Regions from separate parts of the Mus musculus genome. Here all the other regions are linked to region 5. Evidence: chromatin contacts called from public Hi-C, HiCAR-type, HiChIP or PLAC-seq and promoter capture Hi-C data. All regions are on one chromosome and are shown on one strand. The core of a region is the stretch at or near the end of the contact, and the rest is flanking DNA. Distances in the headings are between cores, read along the strand shown.

Region 1 (2,728 bases), core at 149-2,648, 2.5 Mb before region 5:
TCTGGAGAAAATGAGCTGGTTTCATCAGATTCTTATTCTTAGATTCAATCTCAAAGGATTCAGGTAATTAATCAATAAGACACCAAATATCAGAAAAACCCTAAAACTCTACAGAAATGTTGGGTCAGAAGTTTCAAAGAAGCAGAAACTGTGAAGGTGGAGGTTCTGAGGTAGAGTTTTGTGTGTGTGTGTGTGTGTGTGTTGTTTTGGTTTTTTTGAGACTGGGTTTCTCTGTGTAGTTCATGGTGGCCTCGATTTCAGCGCTCTGGCTGCCTGTGCCTTCCCAGTGCTGGGGTTAAAGGTGTGCACCACTACCATGTGGCAAGGAAGTATAAGGGACTCATACAAGTAGGGGAATAGGCCAAGCAAGGAAAGAAATGGGGCAGAGTTAAAAATGTAAGTTTTAGTGCATTTAAGTGAGGTGCACGCATAGTAACTCATTAACATACATTTTATAACTTAAAATAAATTTAAGTTTTAAATGTTTTTGAAGAATTGATGCTCCTGTCCTCTTGTTATAGGTCCTAGACTCTAGGATCTAGCAGTAAGATTTCAGTTTGGCGAGGCTGGATAAACTAAGAATTCAGTTTTTAAAGGCTTAGCAACTCATTTTACCTTTAACATGAATATGTAGCCCCTCTCCACCATCCTTTAGTAAGAACGTATCTGATACTTGGAACCAACGTCACGAATTAAAACACTAGTGAAATGAAAGGGGGCCCTAGAGCAAGCCTTCAGTTTTGTGTCCACGTGGTCTAGACTGCCTGCTTCCACTCTTGTAATCTCAAGGCAAGATATAGGTATGCCCTAAGTTTCCTTGTCCTAGCTTCTCACTGGTAGCTTCGCGTTCATCACTTTGTACCGCAGAAACAGGACACTGTTTAATGGTCCTAAAGCCCCTATGTGGGTGTCAGTTCAGGGAAGGTATCCCAGCATTTGAAGGGCAAGTCCTTGGCTCCTCCCCTCCAGGGCTCTGAGGGTCACACCTGGGGGTGGACAGTTGCACGTGCGCGTCATGGGAGTGGAGCCTGTCACTTTCACAGGTTGTGGCCGCCTGATCCGCGACCCCCGCAGACAGAGCTGGGCACCCGATTCCCGGCCCTCCCCCCGGGTCACCTGTAATTGTAGGCGCTGAAATGCTTGCTCTCTCTCATCATCGCCCGGTACAGATCTAAAACTTGTGCGCGGCTGGAGGCTGCCATGTTGAAAATAAACAAAAACAAACAAACCAAAAAACACCCTAACAACAAAACCAAACAGGTCCTTCTTCGTAGAAGCCCCAAGTTTAACTGAACCCAAATGTCAAACGATGCAAAAAAAAAAAAAAAAAAAAAAAAGCACGCTGGAAGGCAGGAGAAGAGAGGCTCCGCCTGGCTCGCGCGCGGCCTGGCTCGCGTCCTGCGCGAGAGGTGGCGCCGCAGGCAGGGCGGCGGGCAGCTAAGGGGTGGCGCCCGTGTCCTGGAGGCTCCGCGTTCCTCACAGGCTCCTCGGGCGGCAGGAGGCCGAGCCGTCCAGCCCCAGGCTCGCTCCTCGGGAGGACAGTCGCGGGCTCGAACACCAGGGCTCAAAGCCTCCTCCGCCTTTCGAACCGCCCGGGGGCGTGGCCGAGATCCCGGTGTCTCCTGACACCACGCCCCCTACACCTGCCTAGGCCCCGTTGCCTGGGTTACGAGCCGCGCTCCCCAGCCCTGCCCCTGCCCGGCTCGGCTGTCTTTGGCGCTGCCTGACCTGCTGTGCACGAAAACGAGGGTGACTTTGCTTTGGATCCGTCTGGTTGGCAGCCTGAGTTTATCAGTGTCATCGTGACTGGGGGACGCAGCGCCAGTGGTGCGGAGGTAACTAGCTGGCGACTTCCTGGCGCACCGGCTTGTCTTTGGGCGAGCGGCTCAAGGGACCTAGGGCCCTGGCCTCTTCCCGTCAAGATGGCGGCGCCCAGCGCGCCCAGCGTCTCGGTAGCCAGAGGTTAAGCTCAGTGACGGCGGAGTGAGTGTGTGGCCGCTTTGCGGACTTCGAAACGCCCGCGTTTGGTTTCCCCGGCGTACGCTGGGTGAGTGCTGGCCTTGCTGCAGAGTAGAGGTGTCAGGTCGCCGACTGTTATGCACTTTGCATTCGGCTGTGACTTCCATTTCCGGGATCTTCACTAAGGGGCTACACTATTTTTTGTTTGTTTACTATTTTTTCTTTCTTTTCTTTTCTGTTTTTTTTTTTTTTTCTTTCCTGTTTTTGAGACGGGGTCTCGTTTTGTAGTCCAGACTGCCCTTGAGCTCCTGGTCACAGATTTCCCGGTGCTGGGATTAAAAGTGTGGGATGCACTACTGTTTTTGTTAAGAGCACGGTTTTGTAGTGCGTAAACATAAATAAACAAACAAGCACATAAATAAATTAGATGTCATGATTAATAAGGGAACCCTTAGGACTTTAGGGGATTTCCTAGACATCATTTCAGACCCAAGGCAAAAAGAGGGTTTTTCTCAGCTTTTAGCTATCACGGACCAGCTTACTAAAGTACTTAAGTTTTTGGGTTGTTCCTTGATCTTAGGACTGTGCGAAGAGAAGCTTCGAATAATTCTGGTTCTTGTGTTTGGAACTCACTCGTTAGTTTTGGAATATTGTTTTATATTAAGATGGTGCAACAAGCCACTACCTGCAAATTCTCTGTCCCTAAATACAGCAAAGAGTCATTTTAACGATAAGACGGAAGTCAATTTACCATGCCTTATCATTTGTT
Region 2 (2,745 bases), core at 84-2,583, 2.6 Mb after region 5:
TTATTATTATACATAAGTACACTCTAGCTGTCTTCTGACAGAAGAGGACATCGGATCTCATTACGGATGGTCATGAGCCATCATGTGGTTGCTAGGATTTGAACTCAGGACCTTCGGAAAGGGCAGTCAGTGCCATCTCACCAGCCCCTGCCATGGCTTTATCCTTGGCACCTCAAAGAAGTCCAGAGCACACAGAAGTGTTTGTTGTATGTGAATGAAAGAGAAGGTAAAAAGGTCTGGATTCTTCCTGATTTCTTTTGAACTAGATCTATTCAAATGTATTCCTTTCAACCAGATTGTAAATCAAACGTGCTCCGTTATGCAAGTGAGTTGGATCATCTGCTAAAAATGAATAAGTTGATTTCTAAATTTATTGCATCGAGCTCAACTCTCTCCACAGGAACTGTATATTAAATCTTGCGCAAAGCCAGTAATGCCTTGATGTATTTTTATGCTGCGTCTTAGCTGGAAAGCAGTTTACACAGTAGGGCATCTGGGAATGGCTAGCACAGAGTTGCAGTGGAAGGCGAAAGCCTTGATTTCTCAGGGAGGAAAGGGCTGATCACCTCTTGCGTTAACAGATGTGGCAGAACTGGGAGTTTTAATTTCAAATAGAAAAAAAGGACTTGAGATAAATACCTTGTTTTTCAGAAGTTAGTTCAAGCAAATGTGGCAAAACCTTTGGCTGTTGGCCAGATGTTGCTTGAATTAAAGGAGACAACAGAACGAAACTTGCTAAACAGGTAGGTGAATTAAGAGCACAGATGTCTCTAAGTCACTCACCAGTTACTTCTGAAGCGTACTATCTGTGAAAACACAACACAACATCTGTTGCTGGGGGAGGGGGAAGGCTTTCCAGATTCTGACGTCAGGGGACTTATTTCCTCACAAGTAACTAACCTTTGCCGGGAGCAATAGGTTGGGTTCAAGTACAACCTGTTTTTCAGGCAACAGCCATCCTCTTTTCCCTTTTGCTCACTAAAACCAATTTTGTATTTGAATTAACGGCTGAAATGTAACTGGCACCTCGGCAGGGAGACAGTCCGACGCACAGTCTTGAGAACAAGAATCAGCAGTCTCTAAGTTGGAGGTGGCGGCTCAAGAACACCAAAGGCACAGGGGACGGGAAAGGAGAGCAAGGAGAAGCCGGAGCAGCGTTGACTCCTGGGAGTGGTAGTTCGTTGCTGGGCGGAGACCTGGAGCTCTCGCCGATCTTTGCACTACATTACCCAGCAGGCCTCGCGCAGCGGCTGAGTCGCTGCGGAGTGGGTGCTTGGTGATGAGCTACCGCGGGGGAGGGGGCGGGGAGCGGAGGAGCAGCTGCAGCGGCCTCGGGGAGTGGTTGACATCTGGCGTCTCCGAGGGAGGAGGGGGACCTCGAGTGAGCTGCAGCCAGGGCCTGGCGTTCGCCGCGCCACCTCCAGATCACTCTTTCCCCGCCTCGACGTCCGCCATGGCAGCGCGTCCGTCCGTCGCCGGCCTCTCCGCTCGCCGTGGCTCCGGCTCCCCGGAGCGATGAGGAGGCGGTAGTGGCGTCCCAAGGCCCGCTCCACCAGCGACTCGGTCGCCCCGGCCGGGGGCAGGTCTGAGGGCCGGTCCCGTCGCGGCCCGCCCCCGCACCGCCAAGTTCCGCCCCCTGGGGGCGCTGCCCTCGGGCACCCGCGGTCCATGCCGCCCCGCCGCTCTGCCGCCCGCCGCTGAGCCCGCGCCCACCCCCCAGCTCTCAAAATGTGGCACAACGTGGGGCTGACCCTGCTGGTGTTCGTGGCCACGCTGCTGATCGTCCTGTTGCTGATGGTGTGCGGTGAGTGGGGGGTAACGCCGGGGGCGGTCGGGAAAGCTCGCGTGGACAAGTGTCCACGGTGATCACCTCGGTGGTCTCGGTGGCCACCGGGCTCCCAAGACCGAGTTTAGAGGAGTCATGCCTCTTGCTCAGGGCAGGTCGCCCGGGCATCACGAACCTTCAGGCTCAGCGAACCTTCAGGTCTGGCATCCTGACTCGAGGTAGAAGCACGTTTCTGCTTCCCCGGCAGGTTTGTCCTTGGTTGCCATAATGCCACAGCCTACCCAGATCTTTCACCGTGGCCTGTATTCGAAGGAGCAGTGATCGGTTTCATCTTTTTATTTGGATGTTCTGAACCTAGTGAGAGATTTCATCACCTTTTGGGTTTCCAGCGCACGTGAAGCTGTTTGTTTACTTCCAAGTTCAGGCTTTAACCAAATTCCCAGCCTACTTGATAATGGGCAGAGCCAAAAAAAAAAAAAAAAAAAAAAAAAAAAAAAAAAAACACCACTGGCGGTAATAAACTTCCAGGGTCAGGGAACCTTATCTTGGTTCTGCTGTCCTGGGGCTGTTTGGTCTGCTGCTGTGTACTTCTCTTCCCAGGAGGGAAGGAACGTTAAACTGTTCTCATGGCGTGTTTTCCATCCCTCTTAATTCGTTATGCACATAGCTGATAACCACAGGTCTCAGCCAGGAGACTGAACAATTGTGAGAGTTTGGAGAGTATTTCAAATAAATGACAGTAAGCACTGGTATTTAGAAGACCAAGTATGGGTTTGAAGTGATGGAGTATTGGGTTAAAATTTTATAAATACTGTAAAGCTTATTCTTACATAGTTAATGCTCAGTCCAGTAGCTATATTTGGAAAGATATGCACTTACATATTTAGACACCTATATGTGTATTTAAATTTTGTCAGTAATGCTGACTGAACCGAAGGCTTCACATATGCTCAGCACAT
Region 3 (2,700 bases), core at 133-2,632, 2.2 Mb after region 5:
AATAGCTACATTTTTGAACCTGTGAACAGCATCATTGGCAGTTCTGGATTGAATTCAGAAGCATTCTGAAAATTCTTATTTTGGGCAGTATCTGTATATCGTAATAAAGTAATGTCATTAGTGTTTCTCCACCTCCCCTCCCGAGTCTGCACAAATCTGAACCTCCGTGCTATTGGCCAGTTGGAAAGGGTAATGTAAACAGATTCAGTTACCATAATTAAGTTATGTATCTGTGTACCGAATGCTTTGTCAGGCTGCAACTATTTCAGTATTCATTCTAAGCCGAGGGCATTGCCAAAATGAAATTACTGATGACAAAATTACCCTCTGTTGTTAAGACACAGCAGATGTAATAACCTAATATTTAACAGTGTTATTTTTGAAAAAAAAAAAGATGAAGACAGAGATAGAACTGTCCTTTGCCCTACACCAAAGAAGATAACTTGAAGGAGAGTGAACCACTTTACAAAATGGCTGCATTTTCTTTCACAACTGACCTAAAGGCCCAGGGGAGGGTTTCTCAGAATATTTGTTTGATGCAGGTGCAGGAAGAGGATTAGTAAGAGGAAAGAAAAATAATATATAAACAGGAAAAACAAAACATGTAAATAAAATCTGGACGAATGAAACTGTAGCTCAGGACATGGCATGCCATTGGGCTGGAGTCTGGGCGCTTGGAATCTCAAGTTCCTACTTGGAAGGACTCTGCATGCTGTGCTAGTCTAGACTGCAGAAGGAAGACTGGGCACCGAAGGGCACTCTTTCTTCACAGGCTGGAATGCAAACTCATTTCCCATTGCAAGTCAACCCACAAGGTACAGACTCTCACTTGAGAAATGCAGACAACTAGCAAAGGAAAATGGAAAGGCAGCCCCCAGTCCAAAGGACACTGCTTAAAACTGCATCTAAATGTAGGTGGTGGAAAGCTGGGTTGTGAGTGTGTAGATCCTGAAAACCCAGCTCTTGGGAGGTAGGGGCTGGAGGATAGTTCCAGGTCAGAATGGATTGCCTGAGACCCTGTTTTGTTTTGTTTTGTTTCGACTATAAAGTCAAGAGTATAGGAGAGCTCCCGAGTGGTCTCTGGGTGCTTAAACCCTTAAGGTTCTTGGTTGAGATGTAGATCTGAACGTCCTTCGCGGCCAGGATTCAACTCTTTTCTGTGAAGTCTTCAGGTCTCATCCAAATTAGACCGTACAGTTCACTACCTGTACATTCTGTAACACCAGGGCAGAGGCCAGAGTACGAGGAGAGGGGGGTTTAAGTCAAAGTCACTCCCCCCCCATCCCCCCCACCTCTGCCCGGTCAGATCCCTTAGGACCGGAACTCCTCCTCCTGGGAGCTCATGTTTTGGAAACTGGTGGGGTGGGGCCAGAAAACATTACAATGGAGCTGGGATGGAGGAGGTGTGCTTTTATTTCAGATTGTGTCATTCGAGTAGAGTCTCCCGAAACAGCCACTAACAGAACCGAGGCTCTTTTAGATCCCCTGGGTTGTTAGCCTGGCACACTGGGGAGAGTAGGTAACACAGCAGAAGAGAGAGGCAGTGGAGGAAGGCAGGAAACCCTTCACACGCCTAGCCCGGCTCATCCCATCCACTTTGGGGTTTGCCGTGCCGATTGTAACAAGAGGAAAGAGCTAGCAGAAACCCCCGAAGGAAAGGAACGAAAGGGGAGGTGAGAAACTCAATTGAAAAAGAGGTAGCAGGGAGAGTAAAAGTCAGCAGATGCAAACTGGGAGGCCAGAGGAGGAGGAAAAGGCTGGGCTTCGGCAACCTGCTGCTAGGATTTAGACAAAGGAGGTTTGAGAGAGGCGGGATCAGATTCTAATATCTGCTCCAGGAGAGAGCTCGCTGCTGGGCTCCGGGAGACAAAACAGCCGCAATTCACACTGACTGGAGCATGTACCACAGCGAGAGCTCCCAGGAAAAAGTAAGTCCGAGAAGGGATTGGCCAAGCTTGACGGACTCTGACATCGGAGACCCTCTTTGAGGCATGCCTCCGTCCGTGCGTTACTTCTTCATAGTGTCTGTGACTACTGTCATCGTTTTTATTGTGCTCTACGTGTTAAGTTTTGGAGGAGATCAAAGCTACCAGAAGCTGAACATCTCAGACTCGGTGATGCTGGCTCAAGTGTGCTCATCTTTCATCGACGGGAAAAGCCGGTTCCTGTGGAGAAACAAACTAATGATTCACGAGAAGCCTTCTTGCACAGAATATGTGACCCAAAGCCACTATATCACTGCCCCTTTATCTCAGGAAGAGGTCGATTTTCCTTTGGCGTATGTCATGGTCATCCATCACAATTTTGACACCTTTGCAAGGCTCTTCAGGGCAATCTTCATGCCTCAAAATATCTACTGTGTTCACGTGGATGAAAAGGCAACAGCTGAATTCAAAGGTGCCGTGGAACAGTTAGTGAGCTGCTTCCCCAATGCCTTTCTGGCTTCTAAGATGGAGCCGGTGGTCTATGGTGGAATCTCCCGGCTCCAGGCTGACCTGAACTGCATCAAAGACCTGTCCACCTCCGAGGTCCCCTGGAAGTACGCCATCAACACCTGTGGACAAGACTTCCCCCTGAAAACCAACAAGGAGATAGTTCAGTACCTGAAAGGGCTTAAGGGGAAGAACCTCACTCCCGGGGTGCTGCCTCCAGCCCACGCCATTGGAAGGACCAGGTACGTCCACCGGGAACACCTAAGCA
Region 4 (2,742 bases), core at 6-2,505, 2.9 Mb after region 5:
TGTTAAACTCATTTATGTCTGATAGTCTATACTCCTGAATTGACATTTAATTCAGCCATTGAACCCTACACCATAGTAGGTTTTAGTACGGTTCCTCTTAATGACGCCCAAACTTTTTTCTATATTGTGGGAGCAAAACAAAAACATGCATAAATATAAACCTGCATATACATTATTGTCATTTTTAAGGTGCTCACCAAAAGCAACAATATTTAGGCAATTCGAATCTTCAGTTACTGGGCAAAAACACTTGATTGGCTTAGCTATTCTTTCTTCACTTCCTTCTGTAAACTTTAGCAGCAGAGTATTTGGAAAAAGATGGAATTGGGCGAGGGGGATGGGGTGAGGAGCACTAACGTTTTTTATGCAAACACGATTTTTTTTTTTTTAATTTCAAGTTAAAAGGTTTCAAACATCAAGGAAGACTGTAACTAGCATAACTGGAGTTAAGATGCTTCTGAGGCTGACCTTGGATTTGAAGGACAGGGAGACGAAGCTGAGTTAGTTTAAGTGCTGGGGAGATTCACAATTTTAGATGAAAAGAGTCCTATCTGGAAGAAGCGCTAGAGCCAGCCTTGGCCAGGAGGATTCATTCGGACACCTACGGGGCCCTGCGTCAATAAGTGGTTTCAGATCCTGCAGCTAAGGGGAGTTCGTATTTTACTGCTGGCCGGCCAGAAGACTGGCTGAAATGACAAAGAGGATCTATTTCTGTTTTAGTAGATTTAGCAAAGGGAGGGGCGTATCCAGGTCACTGGACGCACTCTCAGACAACCCTACAAATGAAATCTTGAGCATTTACACCTTTGCAAAAAGTTGCTCGCAGACGCCCTCACGGAGAGGGAAGGATCTGGAGCAGCGAAGCGCAGGCTCCAAAAATCCTGGCAGCTCCCGGGACCTATACACAGCTCTCTCATCCCCGCCCAGCTCACCGGTTTCAGGTTTCCGGGGGCGCGCAGTCAGGAGGGGGCGAGGGGCTTGGAGTCTGTTCCCTCGGAGCAGCCAATGAGCGGCGAGACCCAGCGGTGGCGCCAGTGACGTAGGTGGCGCTCCCTCCGCCCCACTGCGGGCGGACGCTGGGAGCCGACGACAGCCTGAGCTCCCGGGTGCCTAGGGCGGCGCGCGCGCGCGCGCGAGGAGCGGGGGGGAGGCAGTGCGCGTGCGCAGCCGCTCACCCCCGGGGAGGCGGGGCCGAGGAGCGGACACGCGCATGCGCGCGCCCCGGGGCGGTCGCGGGCGGAGGGGGCGGCTCCTCGAGTGTTGGCTACCCAAAGGCCGAGCGGCAGGCGGGCGGCAGGTGCCGCGGCCGGGCGCCGCTGCCTCGTCGCGCGTCCCCGCGATGAGCCTCGTCTCGCGGCCTGCCCCTGCCGGCTGCCGCTCCGCGCGGGCCTCACGGCGTGACCCGGGCCTCGTGGCGTGGCGGGCCCCCGCGGCGCGACGCGGGCCCTGAGCGGGAGCGGCGGTCCCTCCCGCGGCCCCAGGCCTCGCCCGCCAGCGCTCCTCGATGTCTCCCCGGCGGGGAGGACGCTGCCTGCGACACCCGCCGAGCGGCGCCCCCCGGAGCGCCCCGCTGCCGCCCCGCGGGGACGATGAGGGCGGAGGGCGCCGACCACTCGATGATCAACCTGTCGGTGCAGCAGGTCCTGAGCCTCTGGGCCCATGGCACGGTGCTGAGGAACCTCACGGGTAATGCGCCGGGCGGAGGGAGCGGTGGGGGACCCACTCCACGGGTGTTCGGGGCGTCCGCAAACCCGGCCCGGTGCGGGCCGCTGGAGCACGCGCGAGTCGCGCCAGTGCCCCGACTGGATCACAGTTCATGTTTCTGTCATTAACCCCCCCCCCCCCCCCCGCCTTTCCCCGTGCGCGCGCGCACGCACATACACCGCTTCTTGCAGTTTCGATCTTTTTTAGTCTTTCTTTCCTGGTTTAGCCCTTTTTCTTGCTGACAGATGTCAAACCAATTGCAGTACTCCTATTGCCTGCTCACCGTGATCACGGTGGACCGACCGTTCGTTCCTTTATTTGTTGAGAGAGAGAGAGAGATATGACTAAGTAGATAATAGCGGGGTCAGGGGCTGGACCAAGGTCTAGAGCAGTCGAAACAGTTGTCTTCTCTGCTATTTCCTTTTGTCTGGCTGTCTCCTGGCTTCAAGTTGCTGTATTTGTGAAATTGGAGAATTCTGTGTATTTCCCTTCATTAATCAATGTGATTGGGAATGGGGTTTAGCTACGTTATAGCATCAGGTTGTCAGAGTAAGCATTAGTACACATAATATGATTTCATATGCAGGTTTGCTTGTGAAGAAACTTCTGGTTTTCTCAGTGTGGAAGTGCTTAAACTCTTTTGAGTTCCGAGTTTTAAAAATAGCGTCTAAAGAGTAATATTGACTGGAAAGCAGTAGGGTCAACAGTTTGACTCCGGAGTAGCTGCTTTTGTGAAACCACAACCAAAACCCCAAACAAAAACTCAGTTCTTTAAAATGTCTTAACTCCAATTGAACGTTACTATTTCAAAATCTGTGTGATAGCAAATTAATAGTATGTAGTATACTTATAGGCAAAATCTGGCATGATACAGGGTTCATATGTTCAAGGAGAAAAATATAACGGCATTGCGTACCACCCAGATAAATTTTCAGGTTGCTTAATTCCTTACTTATGAAAACCACACCAGTAAAGGAGACCCTGGAGCCAGCAGAGGCGTCTTCTTAGTTGCATTTTTATAGTTCTGAAAAGTTAAAT
Region 5 (2,787 bases), core at 14-2,513:
AACCAGAAACTTTCAACTGGGACTCACTGTGAAACGTTTCCATTACACAAGGCACTAAAACCCAACTCTGAACTTCAAACTGAACTTGGTCTAAGACTGAACTTGGGTTTATTCTGTATTGCACTACTCTGTTTTGGGTGGCTTACTGGACCCAAACTTACATAGTAATTCACTGGTTTTCTACATCCTTCCAAGTCTAATCTCTTGAACACCAGCTTCTCACTGAAGCTTAAATCCCACCTCCTCTGTGGCACTGTGCCACTGTCCTCAATGTATTCCTCCCCTGTCGCTTGTCCTATTGGGCCCTTAATTGCTGGTGACTGTCCCTCATGCCTTGAAAGCAAGACTGTCTCTCATGTCTCGGCAAAGCCAAAAAAGAGGGTGTGCAAAGGAAACTGGGCTGAGGACAGAGCACATCACCTCTGGGGAGGATGGCCTTCGCAGCCTACGGCAGGCAAGTCATTTAACCTTTCCAGGTGCCACATTAAGTTACTGTGAACCCCACAATACCGCTACGATTTAGACATTAAAGGAAAAAACAAAACAAAACAAAACCTTTGGGCCCAAACAGGAACAAGCCATCTAGATCTGGAATCCCGTTCAAGGCACACTCTATGGTTTCCCACTACCATTCTTCCTCTAGTACCATCTTTCTACGGCAAATGATGAGTTACAAAGGACTCACTTTCTACACCCTAAGAAATCAGGATTCTTCTATCTCACCAAGCATTCCACTGCCCCACACCCGGAATCTTCCTCAATTCTCTGCACAATGCACATCCAAGCGGGTGTGTCGCCAGAATGAGCAGGGTCCTATTCCGTGTTCCCTCCGCCAGGCGGCTTCCAGGAATCTGTACCGCTCGCCCGGCCAGCCGCTGGAAAGGCGGTCGCTGAATGAAAGGACCAGGCACGGCTAACGGCCGCCTACAGGGATCTGAACCCCTGACTCTGCCCAGGCCTCCGCGAACTGGCTTTCTGCTCCCCGAGGGGAGGACGGTGACATTTGCCTGGAGGTCCAGACCGAGCCACGCGGCCCGCCCCGCACGCACGTGGGGAGCGGAGTCCATTCCGATGCCCCGGCCGGGTCGCGTAGGCTCCGGGTCACCCCGCCGCCCTGCTGCTTTCCTACCGCTGCGCCTCACCTGCCGCTCGCCCTGAGCACTGTACTTATTCCCCGGCTTCAGTCCCAGACTCTTCTCCAGCAGCCTCAACTCCGCGGCCGCCGCCATCTTCTGGCCCAGCTCCTAGGGAGGCGGGGCCTGCACAGCTAGGACCTTGATTGAGCAGGAAGTCCGGCCCCACAGATGTCTCCCACGATTGGCTGGGAGGACGGCAAGCGCGCCTGCGCGAAAGGGGCGGAGTCAGCTCAAGGCAGGGGGCGGTTCGTAATTAAGGGCGGGGCCAACCACATTCGGAGTCCGGTGGATTGCTCACAGTAGGCAGAGGAGAGCACGGAGTGTAGACAGTTTCACAGAAGAATGTATCCGAATCTTAGTTTTGTTTTCTGAGACAGGGTTTCTCTGTATAGCCCTGACTAACCTGGAACTCACTCTGTAGACCAGGCTAGCCTCGAACTCAGAAATTCGCCTGCCTCTGCCTCCCAAATGCTGGGATTAAAGGCATGCACCACCACTGCCTGGCTGAATGTATCCGAATCTTAAAGATTGAATCATTCATTACAATGCTTATAAAACTATTGTAGATCAGAAGAATAATTTAGATTATTTGTTTTATAAATATAAAGCATTGATTCCCAAACTCGTCAAATAGTTCTCCAAATAAGAAAATTATAGAACAATCTTAAATTAAAATAAGGATAAGGGCCAGTGACCTAGCAAGGGAACTTGAGATCTGTGGTTGTTTGAACGAAAATAAGCCCCCAACCGGGCGTGGTGGTGCACGCCTTTAATCCCAGCACTCGGGAGGCAGAGGCAGGGGCAGGCAGATTTCTGAGTTCGAGGCCAGCCTGGTCTACAAAGTGAGTTCCAGGACAGCCAGGGATACACAGAGAATCCCTGTCTCGAACCCCTCCTCTCCCCCCCCCCCAAAAGAAAGAAAATGAGCCTCCATATGCTCACCGGGAGTGTCACTATTGGCGTGACCTCGTTGGAGTAGGTGTGGCCTTGTTAGAGAAAATGTGGCAGTGGGGGTGGGCTTTGAGGTTTCAGATCCTAGTGGCATTCTTTTTTTTTTTTTTTCCTTGCCTCCTGCTGATCCAGATATAAAACTCTTGGCTCCTTCAGCATCATGTCTGCCTGCCTGGGGCCATGAGACTCACTGTAATGATAATGGACTAAATTTCTGAACCCGTAAGGCAGCCCTAACTAAATGTTTTTCTTTATAAAAGTTAATAGTAACTCATGGTGTCTCTTTACAACAATAGAAACTCTAACTGAGACAAGTTGAATCCTTATGTGGTGGTTTGAATAAAAATGGTGATTATAGGCAAATGAACAGTGACCAAGACAGAAGCTGGTACCAGGAACCAAGATGTTGCTGTGACAGGCTTGATTATTCTGTTTGTTGGGGTGTAGTCTCCCCTCCCCCAGCCTGAAACCTGCTTGTTCAGGGGTGGAGCTTCCTGCTCATTCGTTCTGCCACGCCCACTGCTAGAACCTGCGGAGGTGCACCTTTCTACTGGACCAGAGATTATTCGTCGGGAGTTGGGTCCCCTCCCCCTTCCTTTATAACTAGTGTCGCAACAATAAAATTTGAGCTTTGATCAGAATGAATTTGTCTTAGCTCCGTTTCTTCTTTCGCCCCGTCTAGATTCCTCTCTTACAGCTC
Region 6 (2,907 bases), core at 87-2,586, 2.2 Mb after region 5:
GGGAAAGGCACACACCACCAAACCTGTTGACCTGAGTTCAATTCCCAGGATCCACCTATATAGACATACTAAATGGATTAATTTTTTTACAAAAAATTAACTTAAAAAAATACATGGAAGAAAAGGAAGAAACTGAGAGTTAGGGACCAGAGCCACTGCTGCCAATTGAAATGCATTTTAGACTTTATGAGGACTATGGAGTGGGTTCCATAGACAACCTACACATCTGCTTACTCTGTCCAGTTAGATGGTACTTATTGGTGGCATATCATCACTACCACCACCACCACCATCATCACCACCACCACTGTTGTACTGCTGAAAGTGACACACAGTTCTCACACATGCCAGGCAACTGCTCTACCACTGAGCTACACAATAACAATGGCTTAAAGCCTGCCTCTACCATTAAGAGTCTGTTGATCTTCAAGCAAGATACTTAGTTTCTCTGAGCTTAATCCCTTTCTCAGATTCTGAGGATGAAATATCTCTTTGTAAGGCTGATAGAAGAAGGGTTAAACAGTATCCAAACTGACCCTGGCCGGTTGTAGGAACTCATTTGATGCTAAGAGAGAAAGGGGGGCAGACATGGATTTTTTTTCTCTTTTCTCTTTCTTCTTCATTGTTGTTTAGTTTTTATTGTTGTTTTGTTTTGTTTTGTTTTGTTTTGTTTTGTTTTGTTTTGTTGAGGCAGGGTTTCTCTGTGTGGCTCTGGCTGTTCAAGAACTTGTTCGGTAAACCTGTCTGGCCTCTAACTCAAGAGATCTGCCTACCCCTGCCTCCAGAATACCGGGATTAAAGGCGTGGGCCACCACGGCCTGGCAAGCATGGATTTCTTACTGTTGGCTCTTGAGAGTTTCATATTGCTATTCGAAAACTTCTTGGTAAGATTAAGGAAAAAACAATGCGCACACATGTTTGGTATGGAGGCGTTAGGTTAAGTTCGTGATTAGGAAGGGGAATGTGGTCACTGGGGTGACACAGGCGTCTGGTCTTGGTTTTTTGTTTTTGTTTTGTTTTTTTCTCTCCAGGAGTAGCAAGCACTTTGGGAGCTGGGCAAAGCCTCTCTCTGCTTCCCAGAGACAAACTCTTACCCGTTTGCCACACCCTTGTTCATTCGGTTCTCCCTTTAAGGAATGCTCTTTATCTTTGCTGTTCATTCCAACCAGCTGCCCTTGAAAGTCAGCCAGAGTCACCTCTCCATTCCTTTCTCTGTTCCCAGAACCAGCCCCCGCCCCGCCCCGCCCTGCCTCGCCCCCTCGCCTCCTTGTGCCGCCTCCCCCCTCCTCTTGACACCTCCATTCCATTGTGTAAATCTATCTCAGTTCCTCCTACAATAGGTTCCTGTGTGGCCTGCCCACACCGGATGTGAGGGCCGTAAACTGAATGGCTGCGACCACACTTCTACACTTTGTTCTAACCTCCTCAGCCCGACCGGTACCAAAAGCTTGTGGAATGAGGAACATGATTAGGGTGGAGGAGATCCATCACTCCTCTGGGCAGGCTTGCTTTGCAGCCCAAACAATTCAACTAATCTCAGGTGGAAACCAGGCAACAGCAGAGAAACAGCCTCCTGGCCTTTCCTTCTTAGTACTCCCTAGAGTCTAGGGCCCACACGGTACGGTACAATCATATAAACACCTTACACTGCTTTTACACTGTATTAGGTATTTAAAATCGTCTGGAACTGGTTTAAAGTCTGCAAAGGATGTTTAGGCTCTGGGTGGGTTACTATGCCAAGGTATAGAAGGGATCTGAGAATCTGCTGACTCTGGTAACTACAAGAGGGATGCAGAGCTCCACGGGCACCCAGAGACAATTGAACTGTTACTTTCATCTTAGAAATATTGTCTACAGACGTATTTTTTTCCCTTTTTTTTGTTTTGTTTTGTTTTGTTTTTTCTTTTCTTTTTTTTTTTTTTTTCAAGACAGGGTTTCTCTGTATAGTCCTGGCTGTCCTGGAACTCACTTTGTAGACCAGGCTGGCCTCGAACTCAGAAATCCACCTGCCTCTGCCTCCCAAGTGTGCGCCACCACTGCCCAGCTTTTTCCCTTTTCTTGCAGAAAGTTTATCTAATGGATTTTTCAGTTCTGGCCCAAGTGGGTTTTTTGTTTGTTTGTTTGTTTTTTGTTTTGTTTTGTTTTGTTTTGTTTTTTAAATAGGAATGAGTCCTATCTTCCCATGCCCTCGCCCCCCACGGGCTTCTTCTAAGGGTGTGCCCTTTGCTACCTGTGTGATACCATTCAGAAAACACTCCTGGGAGTGTGGGTGACCCATGGGACTTCTCAGTCATCATCAGACCGCTCAGGGCAAACGACCCTCTTCATGGATCTGAAGAGTGAAGTTATGTGCTTTTCGTTCCTGTCTAGGAAAGTGGGGAGGATGGGGAAAAAAAAAAAAAAAGCATTGCTGGAATTTGCCTGAGTGATTTTGGCCCTGTGAGGGAGGCTTCGATTTAAAATATCCAGAAAATGTAGTCCAAGTGGGTAGTTTGGCTCCAACTTGAAATCCTGAGTAACTGCTGTTCCCAGAGAAACCACTCTGCCAGCTCTACACTTAGTCCTTCTTTGCTTTGGAAAAAAAGGGCAATTATTATTATTATAATTATTACTATTATTATTAGAATTATTAACTATTCTGTACTGAGAACTGAGCCCAAATGAGCTTGTCCCCTCCACCCCTCCCCATCTCCCCACCCCCACCCCCCACCCAACTCCTCACTCTTTACTGCTCCTCCCTGCAGGGCAGTGGTTTAGGGCTCCCTTAGATACAAGGATTTTCTGCCTCTGTGACTTCTGTGTTGCCAGAGAATCACCATGAACTCGAGGCTAGCCTGGTCTGCCTAGTGAGTTTCAAGCCAGCCAGGGCTACTTAGGGTGGCCCTTCCTGAAAACAGAATAAAGCCC

What was found. Promoter capture Hi-C pulls out the DNA fragments that hold promoters and counts their contacts. A called contact is a pair of places that touch in the nucleus more often than the background predicts. HiCAR-type assays count read pairs that join an accessible place to other places. HiChIP or PLAC-seq counts read pairs in DNA pulled down with a chosen protein or histone mark.
Region 1: a Hi-C map of CD8 T cells shows a contact between it and region 5, with 5 times the contacts expected there. The contact joins the promoter of Lyrm4 here to the promoter of Eef1e1 in region 5. A contact is called at or near these places in 3 of 39 promoter capture datasets (liver and pre-B cells), 3 of 484 Hi-C or Micro-C datasets (CD4 T cells and CD8 T cells) and 1 of 9 other capture datasets (liver).
Region 2: a promoter capture Hi-C map of hippocampal neurons shows a contact between it and region 5, with 5 times the contacts expected there. The contact joins the promoter of Smim13 here to the promoter of Eef1e1 in region 5. A contact is called at or near these places in 4 of 39 promoter capture datasets (the 3T3-L1 cell line, cranial neural crest, hippocampal neurons and 1 more), 1 of 484 Hi-C or Micro-C datasets (B cells), 2 of 115 datasets of contacts at active chromatin or transcription factors (embryonic forebrain and embryonic stem cells) and 2 of 9 other capture datasets (embryonic stem cells and liver).
Region 3: a contact with region 5 is called in an H3K27ac HiChIP or PLAC-seq map of embryonic stem cells, with 3 times the contacts expected there. The contact joins the promoter of Gcnt2 here to the promoter of Eef1e1 in region 5. A contact is called at or near these places in 4 of 39 promoter capture datasets (the HPC-7 cell line, cranial neural crest, liver and 1 more), 3 of 115 datasets of contacts at active chromatin or transcription factors (acute myeloid leukemia, astrocytes and embryonic stem cells) and 1 of 9 other capture datasets (embryonic stem cells).
Region 4: a HiCAR-type map of astrocytes shows a contact between it and region 5, with 3 times the contacts expected there. The contact joins the promoter of Tmem170b here to the promoter of Eef1e1 in region 5. A contact is called at or near these places in 3 of 39 promoter capture datasets (the 3T3-L1 cell line, hippocampal neurons and liver) and 1 of 115 datasets of contacts at active chromatin or transcription factors (astrocytes).
Region 6: a contact with region 5 is called in an H3K27ac HiChIP or PLAC-seq map of acute myeloid leukemia, with 11 times the contacts expected there. The contact joins the enhancer-like site here to the promoter of Eef1e1 in region 5. A contact is called at or near these places in 6 of 39 promoter capture datasets (the 3T3-L1 cell line, cranial neural crest, embryonic stem cells and 2 more) and 3 of 115 datasets of contacts at active chromatin or transcription factors (acute myeloid leukemia and embryonic stem cells).

What each region holds. Positions count from the first base shown.
Region 1 is chr13:36,115,959-36,118,686 of GRCm38.p6, forward strand. Lyrm4 (LYR motif containing 4) reads right to left here and starts at 1,399. Exons shown (of 3, transcript NM_201358.2): 1 at 1,117-1,399. The coding sequence starts at 1,202. Fars2 (phenylalanine-tRNA synthetase 2 (mitochondrial)) reads left to right here and starts at 1,685. Exons shown (of 7, transcript NM_024274.3): 1 at 1,685-2,047.
Region 2 is chr13:41,248,511-41,251,255 of GRCm38.p6, forward strand. It overlaps Smim13 (small integral membrane protein 13), which reads left to right and starts at 1,334. Exons shown (of 2, transcript NM_001135577.2): 1 at 1,334-1,804. The coding sequence starts at 1,729.
Region 3 is chr13:40,885,376-40,888,075 of GRCm38.p6, forward strand. It overlaps Gcnt2 (glucosaminyl (N-acetyl) transferase 2, I-branching enzyme), which reads left to right and starts at 1,383. Exons shown (of 3, transcript NM_008105.3): 1 at 1,383-2,700. The coding sequence starts at 1,992.
Region 4 is chr13:41,604,627-41,607,368 of GRCm38.p6, forward strand. It overlaps Tmem170b (transmembrane protein 170B), which reads left to right and starts at 1,256. Exons shown (of 3, transcript NM_001163572.2): 1 at 1,256-1,686. The coding sequence starts at 1,590. Gm32184 (a long non-coding RNA gene) reads right to left here and starts at 1,450. Exons shown (of 3, transcript XR_382252.4): 1 at 933-1,450.
Region 5 is chr13:38,657,765-38,660,551 of GRCm38.p6, forward strand. It overlaps Eef1e1 (eukaryotic translation elongation factor 1 epsilon 1), which reads right to left and starts at 1,264. Exons shown (of 4, transcript NM_025380.2): 1 at 1,143-1,264. The coding sequence starts at 1,229.
Region 6 is chr13:40,867,850-40,870,756 of GRCm38.p6, forward strand. It overlaps a transcript of Gcnt2 not described here. Among named protein-coding and RNA genes, the nearest start is that of Mir5124a, 3.5 kb to the left of the region's middle. Within about 2 kb of position 1,337, at least 134 of the 459 cell types and tissues checked have an H3K27ac peak or open chromatin away from gene starts, as enhancers often do. A contact at or near this core is called in acute myeloid leukemia and embryonic stem cells, where this site is marked.